Regions from separate parts of the Canis lupus genome. Here region 2 is linked to region 1. A link is a contact called in public Hi-C data. All regions are on one chromosome and are shown on one strand. The core of a region is the stretch at or near the end of the contact, and the rest is flanking DNA. Distances in the headings are between cores, read along the strand shown. Region 1 holds the start of LEPROT (leptin receptor overlapping transcript). Region 2 holds the start of LOC106558823.

The links. Hi-C and Micro-C count contacts between places; a contact is called where the count stands out from the background.
Region 2: a Hi-C map of blood shows a contact between it and region 1, with 2.4 times the contacts expected there. The contact joins the promoter of LOC106558823 here to the promoter of LEPROT in region 1. A contact is called at or near these places in 3 of 9 Hi-C or Micro-C datasets (blood and skin fibroblasts).

Annotation. Positions count from the first base shown.
Region 1 is chr5:45,216,233-45,220,015 of UU_Cfam_GSD_1.0, forward strand. LEPROT (leptin receptor overlapping transcript) reads right to left here and starts at 2,353. Exons shown (of 4, transcript NM_001287133.1): 1 at 2,238-2,353.
Region 2 is chr5:45,517,375-45,521,207 of UU_Cfam_GSD_1.0, forward strand. LOC106558823 reads left to right here and starts at 1,573. Exons shown (of 4, transcript XR_005359656.1): 1 at 1,573-1,649; 2 at 1,997-2,225; 3 at 2,573-2,744.

The DNA.
Region 1 (3,783 bases), core at 1,103-3,602:
TCCAATTTTGGCCTCTCTTTCCCTATGGTGTTGTCCCTATAGCCCTCCATGCAAATTTCCTTTTTTTATAAGGACACCAGTCATTGCATTAGGGCACGCTCTAATGCAGTATCATCTTAACTTGATAACATCTGCCAGACCCTCTTCCCAAATCAGGTCACATTCACAGGTAGTGGGGACTTAGAACTTGATCATTAATCTCTTGAGGGATTCAATTCAATCCACAACACCATCTCTCTGCTGCTCTTGTTATCTAAGCACTGTTGAAGACTTCAACAGTAATATAATTATTTCCAGTTCTGTCACCCCAAAGTTGCTTTTATCTTTTTATCCCAAGCCACAGGTATACAGTAGTCCCTCAATAAAAGGGGAACTATCTGTAAAACAGTTCCCCTTTCCTTTAGTCCTTTGCCATTTCATAGTCTATCTTCCTTTTTACCACATCATGATTTCTAACACATTCACACATAACCTTATTATTATTTGATAGTTTTGGGGGGCATGACTAAACAGCACAGTCCAGTGCTGAGATACTACACGTCATCTGTTTTCTGCACCGGCTTCAGAGGGACATGCTACACACTGGACACGTGTAGCACAACGTCCAACCGGACACATGTTAACACAATGTCCAAGTAAATCGTGTTTACTAAACCGATATAAAAGTCAGCCATAAATAATGACAAAATGTGTCTGCGGCTAACAGCTCACATACTCACATAAATTTCAGAGTGCACGCACATGCATGCAGATACAGTCTATACATGTTTAGAGCAGATGCTGATTAACTGGGAAGATTCTTGGGTACAAATTCCAAAGAGGACAGTAATTCCAAGATAGGAACAAGTTATACTACTCTAACCAAACATTAGAGATATAACGGTTTCCCACCAAAATAACAGGAACCTTCCAATAGCCTCTCCCGCCGCTGCCATCTCCCCTTTCTCTACAGGCGAGCAAGTCAGGGAACTGGTGTTCTCGGCATCCCCTTGCGGAACTGCCCCAGTCAAAAAAACACACACGGTACAAACACTCCTCCTTGTCTGTCCACAGATAAACACTAAAGTAGCGATAACACTGCACCTCTTCTACACCCCAAATTACGAGAAATACAGCGTTCCTGCGGCCTTTCCGTCGCCTGCAGTCAACTCTGCTCAACTGGAAAAAAGATCAGTACCGGGAGGATTAAGAGCCCCGAGGCCGAGGAGACTCGAGACAATGGCTGCTCCGGAGGAAATGGGAAACTGCAGAGCTACAGGAGGGAGGAGGAGAGGCGTCAGGGTGGACACGTCAGGAAGTGGAAAGAGACCCAGGCGGTCTGAAACTCGGCAGGGGTGGGGGCGGGGGCCGCTCCGAGGAACTGAGGAGCCGGGAGGTGATGCTCCGGGGTGGCCCGGCGTCCCAGGCAGGCACTGCTCCCGGCCCCGCCCGGACGGCCCCAGACAGCCGGGCTAGGGCGTGAGAACCTGCGGGTCCACCCGCACCCCGCGGGCGAGCCGAGACGGGAGCGCCCCGGCCCGGGGGAAGCCGGTCCCCGCCCACGCGCTCAGGCGCAGCTCCAGGCTTAGCCCGGGACGGAGGCTCACCCCACCGCAGGAGCCGCGAGCTGGGCGGCCACCCATATACCTTTAACACCCGCCATGTCTCCCGAGCTGGGGCCGCGGCTGCTTCCGGCTTCCTGCCACGGCCCGGCTGCCGCCCACACCCGGCCCAGACCCGGCCCAGCACCGCACCGCCGGGCCCGGGCCCGCCCCTCCACGCAGCCCCGCCCCCGCCGGTCCGATCCTCCCAGCTCGGCCAACCAGAGCCCCGCCCCGATCCGCCCCGCCCCGTCCCCGAAACCCCGCCCCCGCCTGTCCCGATCCTCCCCGCCTTCCCGGCAGAGCCCCGCCCCGATCCGCCCCGCCCCCCGGAGCTCCGCCCCCGCCGGTCCCGATCCTCCCAGCTCGGCCAACCAGAGCCCCACCCCGATCCGCCCCGCCCCGCCCCGCCCCTGGAGCCCCGCCCCCGCCTTCTCGATCTTCCCCGCCCCGCCCCCCGGAGCTCCGCCCCCTCCAGTCCCGATCCGCCCCGCCCCTCCCGGCAGAGCCCCGCCCCGATCCGCCCCGCCCCCGGAGCTCCGCCCCCACCGATCCCGGGCCCGCCCCGCCACCCGGAGCCCCGCCCCTCCTAGTCCAAGACCCTCCACGCAGAGCCCCGCCCCTGCCAGACGCTGTGGGTCCCAAGTTCCCTCCAACCTTGCACAGCCCCGCCGCTGGGGTCTCGATCCCGCCTCGCCACTCAGAGCCCCGCCCTGCTGGTCCCGGCCGCCTCTCCTCCTCGGCTCAGAGCGGGATCCCTGCGGGTCCCAAGCTCACTCCCACCACGCAGAGCCCCGCCCGCGCCACGCAGAGCCCCGCCCAGCTCGTCCGTACGCCGCCTCCAGCTTGCAGGGCTCCGCCCCACCCCGTGATCCCGGTCGGGGCTTGGCCTGGACACCCACTCTCAGCGCGTGAACCGACCTTGCCCCCAGAGGCCCCTCCTTCTAGATCCTGAGCCCTACGCGTAATCCCCGAACCTGCCCCACGCTCAGTCCTTCAATCCGTCGGTTGGGGCCTCTGCTCCTCCCGGTCCCCTGGGTGCGCAGGCCAAGACCCTCCAGCGCAGCCAACCCTGTACGGGTCCAGCGCCACCGAGCCCCAGCTTTGCGGTACGCTTTCAGGAACCCTAAATATGTATTAGTCTTACACCTTAGGACCTCAAAGTCTGCAGGTAACCAAGGCCAATTTAAACGTCAGGGGGCCATTTGGTACTTACCTTTCCTCACAGGAATACAGAGTATTGTCTTGGTGGGGCCAATCTGAAAGAGACCTTAAGAGCCATTTGATCCAAGTGCTTTATTTTACCTTTATGGAAAGAGGCTCAGAAAAGGTAGGACTTGCCAGCTTTTTGGAGGTTGGATTACAGGTCACTTATGCCTCATTGTAGCTGAGAACTACTGCCCCTTTTCTATTGCTTTTTCTTATATTTCAAAGGGACGGAAAGACAAAGGGGTTCCCCTGGCTGCGTGAGAAGTACAAATTCTCACCACCACCACCTTTCAGGATCCCCATTCACTTTACTTTCTCAAAACTGTACAATGAGTTTATTATTGTCTCAATACATGCTTACCTGTGAATTTATTTTTCTAGCCCCTTCCATTTCTCCTCAGAGATGGAGGTACACTTATTAAAAACATTGTGTTGCAAAAAAAAAAAAAACAAAAAAACAAAAAAAAAACATTGTGTTGCTAATACTTGGCTCACTGTAGACCCTTGAAGATCCAGAATTACACTGCGCTCTGCTTTGTAGCCTGCAATCTACTCAAGATCGTTGAGAACGTCTTTTTCCCTCTTTTCTGTATCACACCCTTCCTAATATCTGTTAAAGCATTCAGGGGGAACCGCCTATCAGCCATACACTGGAAGCCTGTCCTTTTTGGCTCCCTTACCATACTGCCAAACTGCTCTCATTAGAAAGTTTAGACTTTCCCCCCTTAATTGATGAGGATTTTCTATAGGGTCAAATCTCCCCACTTCCCTATTTCTAGGCACCCAGCAAGTGCCTGAAAAGCCGTATATAAAGGTTTGCTGGAGCCTTCCAAGTCAGCCTGAGGCCAGGCCCACACAAGGGAAGTGATTTTGGAGGAAAGTGACATTACTTCAGAGGTGCAACTTGATCTGAGTAGGCTTAGCTGTAAGAAACTGGAAGGGAATAAGAAGCAAATAGATGAGATGCTGGCTCAAGGGTAATGTCTGGAATCAG
Region 2 (3,833 bases), core at 323-2,822, 300 kb after region 1:
CTCGTTTCCGCGCCTGTAAAGCGGAGGAACCCTAGTCAATTCCGAAGCCCATTTCTGCAGTGAATTGTGAAATCGAGACAAGAAACCAGAAAGGAAACTCAAGAGAAACAAAAGTGAAAGTGCCCAAGGGAGATACAGTAGTAAACAAAAGTCCACAATTTCTAGATCTCCTTGGAAAAGGTGGCAGGAGTGCCCATATACTTTTTTTTTTTTTTCCTCTCTCTCTTTCCAGCAACGGCGAACACGAGACTTGGGGAAGAGCCGGCTGTCTCTCACGCCGGCCAAATGTGCGTGCGGTCACCGGCACGCGGACCCACCTTGCTGCGCGCAGCGGGCTCTTAAACAATGCTCCCCGGGCCTGAACAGGCGCTTAGGAACTATTTCTTACAAAATAAGCCAAGCGACGGCGAACGGTCCGTCGCCACATCCCGGTGCCGCCGCGGAGCCCCACGCGAGGGCGTGTCCCGCTTGGGGAAGAGAGAGAAAAGGGGTGTAGAGGAAGGGGAAGGATTCGAACCAATGCAAGAGTCCGCCCGGCGTCGCCACGCGGTTGTCACAAACAACAGCATGGAGACAAACTATGTCAGAGCGCAGAAAATTGGGCGGCCTTTAAACTTTGGCATCTGCTCCGTTTGTGGCGAGACCTCCCGGAACGTAACCCAGAACCCTACACCGCTCGGGGGCGAGGGGAGGCGGCCAGAAGGAACCGGGCGGACAGCTTTCGCCGAGCGCTTGCAGCGAGCGTGGGGCCGGGACGGGCGACGCCACGGCCGGAGGGGAGGGGAGGGGAGGGGAGGGGAGGGGAGCGCTGGGCTCCCCGGGCTCCCCGGGCTCCCCGGACCGGAGGATGCTCCCTGTCGGCGGCGGGAGCCTCCCTTCGCGGAGCCGAGGAGGGAGGGGGAGGCGCGCCCCCGTGCGCGCGCACACGCACACGCACACATCCTTCCCCTGGAGTTGTGTCTCGTCTCCCTTTTGTTTTTCTCCCTTCCCGGTCATGAGACCCGGAAGTTTTTTTTTTTTTTTTTAACCTGTCTCTCTCCCTTTTCCAACCCGCCCCCCCCCCCCCCCCCCCCCCCGGTCTATCACATGGCAGAGATAGAATAAAAACAGAAAAATGGCGACGGTCACGTTGTGGCGAGCCTTGCTGCGTCATTAGATAATCCTCATGCAAATAGCGGGAAGAACAAAGGAAGGGGGGGCCCAGGACCCCCCCACCCCGGGGACGGGGGGAGCGCAGGTGGGCGTGGGGGGTGGGCCGGGCGCGGGCGCGGGGGCGGGGGCGGGGGCGGGCGGTGCGCGCGCGGGGCTCGGTGCCGCCGAGCGTCTGCGCCCGAGTGCGCGCCCGTGCGCCGGGGCTGGTGGCGGCGCGCCGGAGCCGGCCGGGGGCGCGGGAGGCGGCGGGGGCGACGAGAGCCGTTCCGGCAGAAGGGTGGCCGCGGCGCGCGCGCACACGCACACGCACACGCACACGCACACGCACACGCACACGCACCCGCGCGGCTCGGCCGGCCGGGCGCTCGCGCGCGGGGGGCGGGCCGAGGGCGGGCCGGGTGGCGGCTGGGGCCGAGGGCGCGCCGCTGCCCGGCGCTGGGCGCCAGCCTCCAGCCTCCAGCCGCCTGCGGGGCCCGCGAGCAGTCCGCCGCCGCGGGGTAGGCAGCGGGCGCTGGGGCGGGGGCGCCGGGCGGGCCTGGGGCTCCGCACTCGCGCCCGGACTCGAGCGCGTGTTGCGGGGCTGGGTCTGCGGTTGTGGAGGGGCGTGTGCGTGTGCGTGTGTTTCCTGCGGGGTCGGGGTGGGGTGGAGGCGGGGAGGCCCTCGCTCCTGGGCTTTTCCGCGGCCGCCCGCGGGCCTTCGCTGGGCTGCGAGGAGCGGCGCGGGTTGGACCGGGGCGCGGGCGGCCCCCGGCCCCTCGGAGGGGGAGCGGCGCGGAGGGGCGGGGCGGGGCGCGTGTGTAAATGTTGCGCACTCGCTTTTCCCCCCACCCCCGCCGCCTTCCAGGGTGCTGGCGTGGGTCCCTCGCCGTCCGGCGGCGACTGTAAATAGAGCCTGGATGTTGTTTACATGAAGGATCCGGCGGGAGGAGTCTGCGAGGAGGAGGCGGAGGAGGAGGGAGGGAAGACAGAGGAAGAGCGGAGTCCCCGCGGCGGCTGCGTCCGGGGCGAGGGGGAGCCCCGCGCGGCGTCCGGGGACCCCGCGCTGCCACGAGGCCGGGACGCTGGACCCTGGGGTAGGAGGGAGCCTGGGCGCGCGGCGGGGAGTGGGGCGGGGGGGCCGGTCCGTGTGGCATTTTTAGCTTGCAACCTGCCACGCACATTCTCTCGGGCTGGAGGGGAGGGGGTGTGCGGGGAGGGCGAGGAAGCCTCGGTTTCTCTGTACGTCCTTTCTCCCATTCCCAGTATTTTCCCGCTTCACTCGGGGCTCACCTGTTTATTTCCATCAACCGGAGCGTGCAGTGTTTTCTTTTTTTTTTTTCAATGTAGGCATGAGAGACTGTTTCTTTTATTAGAAACGTTATTGGGGAGGGGGGTGGGGGTGCGTTGTTGTAATTTCTGCCGGTCTTGTTCGGTTTTCAAGAAGGGGGAAGGGACTTGGCGGACATCGCCTGCTCCCGGCCGCAGCTGAACCCACGGCTTCTCCCTGCCTTCCCGGGCCAAGGAATCTTTTCCCTCGCTCAGCTACCCTCACGCCAGCTGCCACCTTCTTGGAGAAGGACCACACCTGTGCTTACTCTCGCTCTGGAGGAGAGGTGAGCTGAAAAAACCATAAAGTCTTGCGTTCCCCAGACTTCTTAGCGAATCCCCCGTCCTAGAATTGACCAGAAAGTGCTGCTTTCACCTGCTGATGGCACTGGGCACATCCATCTTCAGACCCAGGCAAGTTGTGGTCTACAGATGTGCTGGGATTTTCTGTTCCTTCTGGACCTGCACCCCACCAACCCGCAGCTAACTGCTGGGTTGGATGGAGAGAGATGACCTCCTTAGGTCATGCCAGATATTTGTTCCCTACCAGGTTTTCTAATGGAATTGTCTGCTCTCTCCTCACAGCCACCTATTTTTCTTCCCCTATGAGCTTAGCCCAAAATCCCATGGAAAGCAGCCTGTCTCTGGCTCTCTTTCCCTGGGCCCCACCCTGGCCCCTCTTGGTTCTCCAGAGCCAAACACGCCTCCCCAGCAGAAGACACACCCAGCCCCAAATCCAACTATTCCAAAAGGGAGGAGAAAACAGTGGAAGAGAAAGGACCCAAAGGTCTCTTTTCTGTCCCAAATATCACCAACAGCATTTTCCTTTTCAAGCCTCCTAGATTTATAATCCCTTGATTCTTCTCTCACCAGCTGTCCCCCTTACCCTTTGCGCCCATAGTCCTCTGATAATAGATCTTTGGCAAGGTGGCGGACGAAGACTGGGAGAAGGGTGTTTTCACCTTTCTTCCCTAGAGTGAGGCATTTTTCATCAACTCAGTTTTTTCATTTTTGAGTAAGATATGTAAATATGTTTGCATGCTTATTTGAAACTTGGTTTCTGGCTGGCTAAATAATAGCTGGGACTCAAAAGAAAGGGAAGGAAAAGAGATGAGAAATGAACATCCCTCCCTCCCCTCCCAGGTTCCTCCATAAGAGCATCCCCAGAGTTGCTGAAGACCCTTCTGTAAAAGTCAACAGCCTTTCTTTCATGACATCACCACCTAAGCCCTTCCAACTTTAGCTTCAGAACAGGAAGAACGCTCAAAATAGAACTATCTTAGGAATCTAGCTCCTTTAAAAGATCAACTTTTAAATCAGCTGCAGGAGGAACACTGAACTTTGACACAGGGAGGGGAAACTGAAGTGTTTGTAAT